Linked DNA regions of Sus scrofa: region 2 is linked to region 1. Evidence: chromatin contacts called from public Hi-C data. All regions are on one chromosome and are shown on one strand. The core of a region is the stretch at or near the end of the contact, and the rest is flanking DNA. Distances in the headings are between cores, read along the strand shown. Region 1 overlaps EXT1 (exostosin-1). Region 2 overlaps EXT1 (exostosin-1).

Evidence for each region. A called contact is a pair of places that touch in the nucleus more often than the background predicts.
Region 2: a contact with region 1 is called in a Hi-C map of liver, with 2.2 times the contacts expected there. A contact is called at or near these places in 1 of 5 promoter capture datasets (liver), 16 of 47 Hi-C or Micro-C datasets (alveolar macrophages, embryonic fibroblasts, epiblast stem cells and 8 more) and 2 of 2 datasets of targeted methods (alveolar macrophages and skeletal muscle).

The regions. Positions count from the first base shown.
Region 1 is chr4:20,874,193-20,880,110 of Sscrofa11.1, forward strand. All of the region lies in intron 1 of EXT1 (exostosin-1), which reads left to right. Among named protein-coding and RNA genes, the nearest start is that of EXT1, 230 kb to the left of the region's middle.
Region 2 is chr4:20,801,234-20,807,519 of Sscrofa11.1, forward strand. All of the region lies in intron 1 of EXT1 (exostosin-1), which reads left to right. Among named protein-coding and RNA genes, the nearest start is that of EXT1, 160 kb to the left of the region's middle.

The DNA of each region.
Region 1 (5,918 bases), core at 234-2,733:
AATCCACCGTGGGCCATCTTCTATGAGGTGGTTCTCCCTAGACCTGGTCTAGGGAGAGCAACTTATTTGCCTAGAGAAGGGCGTGGGCAGAGGTGCTGCTGGCTAGTGGTGGTCCTTGGAGCCAAGTTCCTGAGCCTGGAAGATTAAGTATGGACTTGGTTTCTGAAAGACAGAAAAGTCCCATTATAGGAAGTAGAGACAAATACTTAAAAGGGCTAATGGCATTGGTTATATGCTGAATCCTTGGCTATTGAGCCCAAGCTTCTCTGGGCTTCTCTCTCAGAGATGGACTGGTTCTAGAACCTCAGGTAGAATTAAACTTGCAAGTGGGTGGTTGTGTGTTTCACCACGGGGCTTTGAAGATTGTCGGTAGAGGAGGCCAGCAAATAGATATGGTAGAGCTGACAAATTGGTTATTACGGGGTTGATTGGTTAATAGTGTGTTTATGTTCAAATGAACATACAGCCGCCCAATTAGCAAAGAGCTTTTTAAAAAATTGAAGCCAGGCGGGGAAGGGAAAAAAAAGAAAAGAAAAAGATATGTTTACAGGAAGTGGGTAGGTTTGAGGGAGGGTCTCTGAAGAGTGTTAAAGGTAAAACTCCAAGCCTTCCATCCAGCCAGCCATGGTGTTGGTGACTGAAAGTCATTATCATATGACCCTTTGCTGTCTGGTGGAGTGTTTGGAATGAGCTAGTTAATCCCATTCCAATTCTTAATGGGCAGGTAGCCAACTCATACAAAACACCTTGACAATCCATACTAATTGGTTTGTCTCCATGGAGCCACCAAATTGAATCTCCCATGGAGATGGACATTTTCCTCAACACCCCCCACTTCCCGTTTCAACTTTCCTCCTTCTCTCCCATCGTGTGCACGTGCGCACGCGTGTGCGCACATGCGCGCGCGCACACACACACACACACACAGAGCAATGGAATGATTTTGCATTTAAATAACATCATTTTTTCCACCCATCTTTCTGGCCTATAAATTTCCCCAAGGTTTCTTTTTAAAAGAGGAGTGGATTCGAGGTAAGGAAAGTAAACTGAATGCCCTTGGGACATTTTCAGGGTCATTTGTATTTTCAGAAGCGGTTTCATTGCCAAGTAGTAAGAAAAAAGTTATCTGTGAACAAAGCAAAAATGCACTTCATGTCTTGGAAGGCCACGGAAACAAATTCCTAGACACAGATTCATACAGCCTAGAAATAGTCTCAGAAAGATCTACCGACCCACAAAAAACTTCTGCCAGCCCGCAGAATCATTTCCAAGAATGGCTAATCATGTACTATTGAGAAATAACCCCCCCCCCAACAACGGATAAGAATATGGGTTTATGTAATGTTGATTGAAAGCCGGGTTTTGAATAAATGATTACCCCTTATACCTGAAAGTTGGCTTCCCTGAGCACCAGCCACCTCTGGTTATTTCTAAGGGGCAGTAGGATTGATAGCGTTCCCTCCATTGGGTAAATATTTGGTACATAGTTGGCTAGTTAGGCAAAGCCGTGGCCCTCGGTAGCAGTTAATTTTGAGCTCTGGAGCTGGACGGATCCTGGCCAGTGTGATCCTCACCCGTTGTATGACCTTGAACAATGACCGAACCTCCCTGGTCCCCCGTTTTTTCATCAGCCGTCTGTGCCATAGGGTCACTACTTAAATGAAAAGTATATTTTATTTATAATTGAATACCATGTTTTTAGTTGTCAGTTTTAAACGACTTAACTTTGGGGACATTTGGGATTTATATAAGGAAGGGAAACTTGTACGGAATGAAAAGCTGCAACACCCCCTTCCTTTATTAATGTGACATGGCCCACCCCTTCTGCCCACGCCCCCTCCCACTGAGGGTAAATTAAAGCAATATAACTCAGTGTAAACATTTGTCAGCCCAAATGCATTTCTAGACATTCGGTGTGTACAGGCACCTGGTTATTTACACGATTTATACGATTAATGCCATCAGCCCTAGATAGGCTGCATTTCGAATACCTGCTCCCTGCAAGCCTTGCTGTGCATTTTGACAGTCAGAAATAAATAACCTTACCTATAATTATCTCTGTCTGTAGACTGTGGTAGATAGGGAACAATGGGTATTTCATACTCCGTCCTCCTAGGGTCCAAAAGGGATGAAAGAAATAGAGGAAGTTTTCCTAACGAACAAGACAAAAGGAAGTCATTTCTGAGTAAGGCCATTAGATATTTTTCTTGCTCCGTAATCACAAAGCCTAGATACCACTGAAGGGAAAATGATCTGATAGGCTCCTCTTTATCACTGCTTGTGGATAAAGCGAGGTTTGATTTGAGCCTCCTGGGCTCCAGGAAAAGGCAGAGAAATAGGAAGTGAAATGGACAAGGGATTCCAGCGGGACTCAGCAAAGGCTTGCGTGGGACAGAGAAGTGCCAGCACCTCTCAGGCCGTTCATTCTGGCTCTCAGATGTCCGTTTGGGCTTTCGTCATGGCAGTTCATCTTTTATGCAGACAAATAGTGAATGCTAGAGGCATGAAAATTATAAAAGAACCCCCAGCTTCTTGTCTTTTGAAAGGTCCTTGTATCCTTGGAGAAGAGAGAGGGAAGTAGGAAACCTCTGCAGACGGCCCCAAAGAAAACCCACAGCGCTGTCCTCTGCGTTCGTGTGCACCAATTACTTGATCATGTCAAGGATGCTTGTAATTTGGGGAGAAGAAAAATATGTAAACCTGTTCCTTGGACTGGGAAAGAATGGAATTGTTTAAAACAGGTTTTATGGTCTTGCTTTAGGTTTGAAACATGTCCTTACGGATTTTTTTTTTTTTTTTCCTTTTTCAACATTTTGGTGGAATGGTGGCATATTTTCAGCATTACTCCTCCCTTTTGAGGGGATGGGTAGGTATGGAATTGTCTTGCTATTGTGTCAGTGTAGCAAAATCCTCTGCAACTGGTTGCCAGTGGAAGAGGTTGGAATAAATTGGTGCAGGCCCTGGCTGACTGGCAGCAGAAACTTTTTCCGCCACACGTATGACAACTTCATCTTCTGGAAAATTGTATCCAGGTAGTAAAGGCTGGCAGTGATTTATGCTGATTTGGCTTTGCGCTCCTTCCATGGGTATATGAAATACTGCCGGATGCTACAGACCTTCTTAAAGAACCCCAGCAGGTCCACGTCTTTCATCCTCCTTCCTCAGCCTGCATTCTTGACATGTCTGAAGTATGATTTGAGGGCCTGCGGGAGGAAGGAGCCGGGACCCGGAGCCATCTGGAGCCTGGGCGAGTAAGCACAGGATGAACATCTGTTTGAAACTTTGTGGAGCTGTCCAACGCCACTGATTTACAGCCCTTTGGGGAGCCTGGGTACAGAACCCAGACTCGAGAGGAAGCTGGCATCTGGCAGGACTTGGGGTACACAATTGTGCTTGATTACCAGGATAGGATAAGTCTGTCTGGCCTTATATTCATTGCCAAATTGTAGATTTCTTATTTGGGCCCTATGTCTCTGCCACCCAAACCAAAAAAAAAAAAAAAAAAAAACCCCAAAAAACCAAACTTATCATGCTCATATCAAAATATACATAGTCATACAGAATCATCATAATAAAATGATGCTTCTGAGAATTCTTATAGAAGCTGAGAGGATGCCCCTCTGATTCAGAGGACTAGGGGTTCCATCTAGGCTATGGCACGTAAGTAGCTATGTGACTGTGGGCAAGTCACTGAACCTCTTCGTGCTTCCGTTTCCTCATCTCGAAGGGTGTTAATAAACAATAACAGTGCTTACTTTTTAGGGTTATTTTGAGAAGTAAATGGAGATTATACACATAAGGGATTTCAAATAGCACCTGGAAAATTAAGCATTATGTAATTTTGTGTGTGTTCTTGCCCTGGAGGGTTTGAGCATGTACCACGTCCAGGGACCCCACTGCCCTATCAGAACAGTGACTTTGCTTGTATTGTTTACCATCCTTCTTCTGCTACCACTTCCCCCTCCACCACCACCCAGACTGGCTTGGTTTCCCTTGTTCCTTGAGCATGTCAGGAATGCTCCAGATTATTGGAGCTCTGCACAGACAGACCCAACTCCCCACCCCCTCTTTAGGAAGCTGCCTTCTCTTCAGCTCTCAGGCCCCGTCAAAGTTGCTTCTTCAAAGAGGGCTTCCCTGACCAGCATGCGTGACTCAGTCTTGACCTCCATAGTCATGCTAAGGCCCCCTGCTCTTTAGGTCCTATGAGGGTGTGTAGCTGCAAATGACCCTTTGCATTTCTTCAGGGTCTATATCCCGTGACAGGTGAAGAACTCCTAGGAGCACATCTCATTTCTGTTTGAACCCCTGTTGTAGAGCCAGTGTCCAGCCTGGCGAAGTGCCAGCCCATAGTAGGCACTCAGTAAGTATCTCTCCAGAGTAAGTGACTGGCTGGCTGATGTGCTTTATTGAGTTTATTCAAGGTGGGTTTCTTCTGAGCTGGCCCACCCTGATTCCCCCCTACACCCCCCATTCCACTCGTCTCCACCCCTTTTATTTATCTTGTAATGGAAGCGGAAGAGAAGTCAGGGAGATAATCAGATGCCTTTTAGAGCTGAGCCATGTTCTCCTTTGCTCTCTTTGGTATCCTTTTGCCCATCTGGTTGGGAGCTGAGGAGGAGGAAGCAGGACCTATTCTCCTTTCTGATCAGGCAAGTTCAGTGGGGACACTTGCCATGTGGATGTGCTCCATCTACTGGTTGCATCAGGTGGCTGCACCCTTAGTGCGTGCTAATGCCCCACACTGCTAATGCTCCCCAGCCAACCTCTTTAAAAGCAGCTGAGCCTGGAGATTCTATTACACATTATTATTCTGCCAGCAAGAGAATTAACACTAAAGCATGGTTTGCATGTGGAGCACACCTTTTGCATCTCTAGTGTCTAAATTTTCATCAGGGTTGCACACACTCTGTCGTGTGGGCTTTGCAAATTTGAAGTGAAGGGTTTCACACTCGTGTCCGCAGGTTAAAATCTGTGATTTAACACCAGCTTTGACTATGTCTTTTTCCTCGTGTATGTAACGATGACCAGATTTGCAGCATTTGGAGAACACCTTGGCTGCAAGACACCTGAAGGAGATGTGGGCATCACACCCATTTTTGGTTCTTCCTCTAGGAAGAACACACACACTCACACACACACAACTCAGGACTTAACATTGCCTGTAAGGCTCAATAAGTAAATTGGGGAAGATGGAATTTGTCGGTTTGCTTAAAGAAACATAATTATTTTAAAATGACAAATGGTCCCTTTGTCAATAAATGATTTATGTCTTAGCTTCCATGCCTGGATACCTTGTGTAAATTATGAATGAGCTTGCAAGTAGATTTAGCAAAGGGTGCCCAGCAGGTCTCTGAGCTGAGGGCTAAGTGGGTAGCACCGCCTTCATTCTGCTCCTTTTCTACTGCTATTATGTCGAGGATGCAGATGTCTGAATGTGAATTTGGGGCGGAGGGATAGCTTAAACGTGTGCAGCTTTCCAAGGATTCATCTAGCATTTCCATCCAAAAGGATCTCCCACCACACCACCCCCTCCAAATTTCAACATCAGCAGTAGCAGGAAGGACATGAAACCATCTTAGTTCAGTTTAAGTTTTAAGATCAATCACTCTCAAACGTAGGTTTAATTTTCTTTTTGAAAAACATTAGGTATCTGCTAACATATTCTTCCTCACTGTTATTCTACCGAGTCTGCACTCAGCCTCTTCAGCGGAAGGTTTTGAACAAGTAGATGGGTTTTGTGCCTGTTTATTTGATCATTCAGTTATTTACGACTAGAAGATTTCACAGTGACAAGTAAATTGGGTGGATCTGCAGTTTGACTTGGTTTTTCTCCATTCAGGATGCTTTCAGATGACAGAGCGTATATGCCCAGCACCCTCTCAGAACAGAAAGGAAGAGGGGGGGTGCAGACTGTGAAC
Region 2 (6,286 bases), core at 3,203-5,702, 70 kb before region 1:
CACGTGAGGAATATTTCCCTGCCTTTGGACCCCAGAGGTTGCCAAGGAATTTTGGTTCTTTCTTTAACATGATCAGTCATTAATGATACTCTTAAATGTTACCTCTTCTGCTTTCTGCCTTTACAGAGGGATTGCTGAACCTTCAGGAAAGATTTCTGTAAGAAAATGGTCTCAAATAAGATTAGATTTTTTAAACCAGAAGCCATCTTTTTATGCATATTGATACGCTTAGTTCTGATTTTGATTTCATTTACCCTTAATTAAGGTCCCAAATTTGATGAGGCTCCCCCCAAACACAGTTGCCCCCTTTGTTTAAAAGTAGAGAAGCCCACATTTTTTTCATTTTTCATTTTTGTTCCTCCCTGGATACAGTGTAGAGAGCCAGTAAAATCCCCCTGTTAGTCATATGAGAAGGGACTAGGCTCAAATCTCTGGAGTGGTTGCTACTAAAACAACCAAGGCTAATTTATAGATTATCTTTGAGCACAATTTATAGGCCGTCCATTTAATGTTGCAACGTGTTTTTGTTGGGTTTTTTTTTAAGCCTTTCTCTATGCCTGTCTTTTCAGCCCATTTCTTAGTCCAGGGTGCTCATCCGTGGTTCTCTCAGGTTAAGCTGATGTAAGCTTCAAAGGGACAACTCAGATTTGATCATGATACTGGCATCAGACGGTTTTGTTCCTTTTGTGGCCACTTCCATTTAGCTTTTGTGTGGTGATATTTTGACAGAGTGGAGAGGCTCCTTGTGACAGGAGCTTAAATAAACAGGAATTGGATCCATACCCCACTTCCAGGAAAAATGGGAACAACAGACTTTATCTAATGTAATGAAAGGGTATTGAACCCTGAACAAAGTTCTCAGTGTACCTCCCCATTTGGCCCTTACAACCTGTGGGCTTTGGACCAGGCATGTGAATTACCTGCTGGTTGAAAGGTCTGGGGCCTCTCCAAGGACGTGCAGAGTGTGTGGCAAGGCTGTTAGAGATTTTTCTTGGTTTTTATTTTAGAAGGATTCATAGACGCCATCTGGTCTACCTCTCTGAGCCCCTGTTACCTTGTCTTCAAAATGGGCATAATTTCATTACGGATGTGATCTGGGCTTGAAAAAAGTATTTTAAGTGTAGTATTTCACACAGTTTCCCAGATTAGCAGATCCTTAAGAATAAGTCACTACTTCGCTTTTTCTAAACATCCCCACGAAGTGTTAATGAGTGAAAGAATTCTTTCCTACCAGGTTGAAGTCTTTACCACATAAACTAGCTTGAGTTTTATATTATTGGGGATTTTCCTGAGGTGTTATTACTTATGCATAAAATAGCTGAACTCTAATCTCAGTCCATTCTGTAATTTTTTTCTCCATGACTAAGAGAATGACTTCCAAATGTTCAGATTTTTCTACCTTGATGGTTGTGTCATTCATATGTGTGTGTGTCTTATATGTGTATAGACCAATTATATGTGTTATCTATCGCTATCTATATCTATCTATCTATCTATCTATCTATCTATCTATCTATCTATCTAATTTTAAAGAAACAGGTGCCGACATAGATTTACCTGCAATTTATAAATATGTCAGTTGTCTCTTTGGGTCACTGTGATTTTTCCAATGCTCTTAAGTATTTCTGAAGCTGTAAGAGTATAGCCTTATGATGGATCCCTTGACTTCAAAGGGATATTTGTTATTCAACCTAAATATGATTTAGCCAGGTCCAACTGCTTTCTCTTTTACGCAGATTAATTTTCTCTTGCTTTTGATGACGATCTTATATACAAATTGCTGACATACTTAAAATAATTAGGAAATTGATTGGGGATTTGCAGAATCATCTGAGTGAGAATGAGAGTTTGAGATCTTTATCTCCCAACGATACACTGACCTGGCTCTTAAATACTCAACAAAACATTAGCGTCCTTAGACAACATTTAAAATTCAGGCGTATCCGCCCTTCCAGTTCCAAGTTGGAGTAGAGTTGTCTTCCACTGGGGAATAATTTGTCTCTATTAATTGAGAACAAATGTGCATGGGTGTTTTAATTACACAGTAAATTAGGAGAATTTAAGATGCAGAATATGTGGAAGCCAAGAATTCAAAACCAGCAACTCAAAAACCTAAGTAGATTAAACAGGGAAAACATCTCAGCCATACGAGTGCCAGCAGGTCCCAAGATAAAGATGGAGAAAAACAAGATCAAGACCAATTATTTGGGTTTTACTAAAGCTTCTTTCACGCGGAACAATTCTGATTTATGGTTATAAGCCATTGTTGGCTGGAATGGCAGGTGGAAGAAGCCATATTCATCAGAGGGTTACTTCAAGATGTCTGGCTTCAAGTGACTCCTTTTATGCCTCCAGTGAAGAATAAATACGGAGGGTTTCTTAAGTGAATTTAAGTGTTAGAGAACACTCTTAGCAAGTATTCAGCCCAGGTCCTTGGAACCCTGCGAGTGTATGCAAAAAGATACGATCACAAGCTTCCACAGGGAAAGCATCTAGAAGTTCCCTCAGCTTCTCACTGCAGCCCACAATCCACAGACGTAGCTATTCCAAACTGCTTCTTGAGCAGTGGGGACATTTGGTGACTTTGTTCCCTGTCATTTAAGAGTAACCCAAGTCACCTTCTCATGAAGTGCTATTGCTTCTTTGTTTTAGGCGAGGAAGGTTAGAATGATTTTCCTCCCAACCCCACTGAGGCTGCCACAACACTTTCAACCAAATTTGGTGCTTCTCAGGAAGGCCAACTGGTTTGTTACTGGTCTAGAGCATTATTCTCTCGCCCCTCTTACCAGATATATATTTAGATATATCTTTTCATTTTTTAAATTGCCCTGGGCATCTGAGTGTTTTGTAAGCTCCCTTAAATTATTTTTGGAAGCAGGTGGGCCTCCCCGAGCTCTCAGAGAGCTGGTTGATTGATTGCTGGGTGAGGGAGATGGAGGATATAGGTATTCCCTCAACTATCACGGGGGACAGAAAAATCACCTCCAGGAGTTCCCATCCTGGCTCAGTGGTTAACGAATCTGACTAGGAACCATGAGGTTGCAGGTTTGATCTCTGGCCTTGCTCAGTGGGTTAAGGATCCAGTGTTGTCGTGAGCTGTGGTGTAGGTCGCAGACACGGCTCGGATCCCGCATTGCTGTGGCTGTGGCGTAGGCCGGTGGCTACAGCTCCAATTCAACTCCTAGCCTGGGAACCTCCATATGACGCCGGTGCGGCCCTAGAAAAGACAAAAAAAAAAAAGAAAGAAAGAAAAGAAAAATCACCTCCAATTGTTCATTCTACTGATGGGTGGCTGGGAAAAGTCCTCTTCAAATGAGAGGCCTGGGGGGGTGGAATGGGGGCTTTGGTTGACCTCCGAAGTGGAACTAAGTTTCTGCCTTCCTAGCACAACTTAGGCTAATCACTCAGGTATAATTACTTACTCTCTCTTTGCTTCTAATAGGAAGGATTGTATTCTTGCTCTTTCTGGTTCATCTTCTCTCCCCCAGTAGATTTTTGAGCTCCTTAAGTATGAGCAGGCTTACTCCGTCTCTATCACAATTGTTCTTTGGGCAACGCTTCTCATGGGCCAAGCAAAATGCCGTTTAAGTTAATGATCAAGGCACAAACTACCTAGGAAACTTCTACCGTTTGCTTCGTGGAGGATCCTGCAAACACGAGGAGGTTTGTGGTGAACAAGTTATCACCCCCAGAAAGTTTCAGACCTCAGTGATGATGTATGCTCTCCGAAGACAATCGACTGTGACCACACTTGAGAGAAAAACATTCCCTTCTAAGTAGAGGCAATTGAGTTGAACTCATAGCAGCTGATTGCCGAAAATTATAAGATGCGGTTGTGTATTTTTCATATAAACATTATCTCAAAAGAAATCCAGAGAAAGTGTGACTCTGGATAAATGCCCACCATAATTTATGTGTTTAAGCCCTGAACTAACTGGTAGATCTCAAGGCCACTGAATACAGAGCCTTTTACCCCTCTATCACTGGCAAGCAAGTATATTTCCCCCTAAGAGTGGCTTATTTGCTAGTTTATGTGCATTAAGCATTTCTGTGTATAATTGTGCCTGCCTTTTCCTCTCCTGCAAATCCTCAGTAGAATTAATCACTTATTATGGTCCCTTTAAACAAGACAGAACAGATCTCTGATTAAAGCTTAGGAGCTTCCTTTATAACAGTTCTTGGCTCAGGTAGCCCATGTACTTTTCAAAAAGACGTCCCATAAATGTCCTAAAACTGGCTTCAGAGCCATCCATGGTGTCCTCTATGAAGAGCTCATGAAGCAGTGTGGAAGGAGGAAGGAGGAAGCATTATCCAGGAGGGGCCAGAAGGCAATTCCCTTTCATTCCCCAGTGTAAGTTTTACTTTCCCCAAAGAGGGTGGTGGAAACTCCCTCGGGACTGTGCCAAGTGGCATGAGGGCCAATGGCGAAGTCCACACGGGAACGAGAGACGTAAGTAATTAAGATGCCCAAGGCCTCCCACCCTGCCCTGGATCGATGCCTGTTTGCTGAGACAAGCTGCAGGCCCACGCCTCGTCCTCCTGCCAAGGCTCAGCTCTTTGTTGACAAAATTTCTCGTCTGCTTCCCGTATGATCCCGAGTTACGTGCCGGCTTCTGTGGGTTGTTCAAGTCCCTGGTTGTGTCTTTGCAGGCCCTGGCCTGTCTGTACCTTCCTCCCATGGGACCGGCTTCAGGCACAGGCCCCGGGGGTACTCAGGGTGCCAGGATTCAGCACCGCACAGCATTTAGGTACAGCTTTCCCGTGTCCTGGAGTTTTACGTTCCCTTTTACTGGTTCTTGCTCAGAGCCTTGATGTCCGGTAAAACATCACTACTGAGGTTTTAATGCCAAAGGGGAAACAGGAGCATCACGTGTGCCACACAGACAAGTCCAGGTTAAGACAGACTCCCTCTAAACCGCAGTCACACTTTTTAGCATTTGGTTACAATTTCCTCAAACGGATGTGAGAAACGTCTACATCAGCCAGCACATGGCAGGTATTCTGTGGTGCTAGAATCTAAAGTCCAGCATCTGAAAGAGCCTCAGGGTCCTCCAGATCCATTAAACTTGGCCCCCAATGTCCAAATGATCTCTGAGGGGAGCCTTGGAGTCCAGTTGGGGGTGGGGGTGCGGAACGTCCAGGGTCTCTAAGGGCCTACGTGGAGCTCGCAGAGGGAGGGCTGAGGATTTGATTAAGGGAAGGTGAGTGATACACAGGGATGGGACCTCTGCCATCCATTTCTCACCCAGCCAACCTGCTAGCTGCGTGACCTTAGTTTGTTGACCTCTCCAAGCCTCAGTTTCCTCATCAAGAACTTGGGGACAATGGACAGGATACTGTCTTTTAGAGCTCTCTGCCCTTTGGCCTGCAGAGAATGGCGATAGTTATTAAAAAGAAATCAGTAGTAATTGTTGTGCTTTGAATTGGGGGAGTAGGTTTAAACGTAGAAATAGTATCAGCAATAAAAATTGCCTGTCCTTCTAATATGTGTGTTCTTTCCTGGGAGGTATTCCAACCAGGATGTGAATTTTTTCCAACTTAAAAGTCGTGGAGTGGTTCTGCTGTACCACTGATTGTGTGTGCCATTTCTAAGCAGAAGCTGAAGGGCATCGTAGGTATAGCAGAGCAAGGCTGTCATCTAATGAATGCTCACTACTTCACTGTCATCAAGTGGGAAAGAAATACCAAATCAATAGTTTCAAAGAGGGAGTTCCCATCATGGCTCAGCAGAAATGAATCTGACTAGCATCCATGAGGACACAGGTTCAATTTCTGGCCTCACTCAGTGGGTTAAGGATTTGGCGTTGCCATGAGCTGTGCTATAGGTTGCAAACAAGGCGTGAACCTGGCGTGGCTGTGGCTGTGGCATAGGCCAGGGGCTACAGCTCTGATTTTATCCCTAGCCTGGAAAGCTTCATATGCCATGGGTGTAGCCCTAAAAAGACCAAAAAAAAAAAAAAAAAAAAAAAAAAAAGTTCCAAAGAGTAGAAAGAGGACAGTTGAAAGTAACCCAGTGCCAGGATCACATGCGGCTTCGGGGGCATTGTGCTCCCTGCATCATTTCCTTCCCTGGAAGAAAAGGTAGAATTGGAGGAAGATCAACTGATAAAAGCCACACCCCCAACTCCCTTTATGCATTACTTCTCCCTTATATCCCTTATATAGAAATGAAGGGAGTTTCTAAGAAGTGCACTTGGACCCAAGCAGCCAGGAGAGGGTGGGATGGTCACCTAGGCAATAGACAGTGGGGATGAGGCCATAGAGCTTGGTGAGGTTTGCTGGGGGC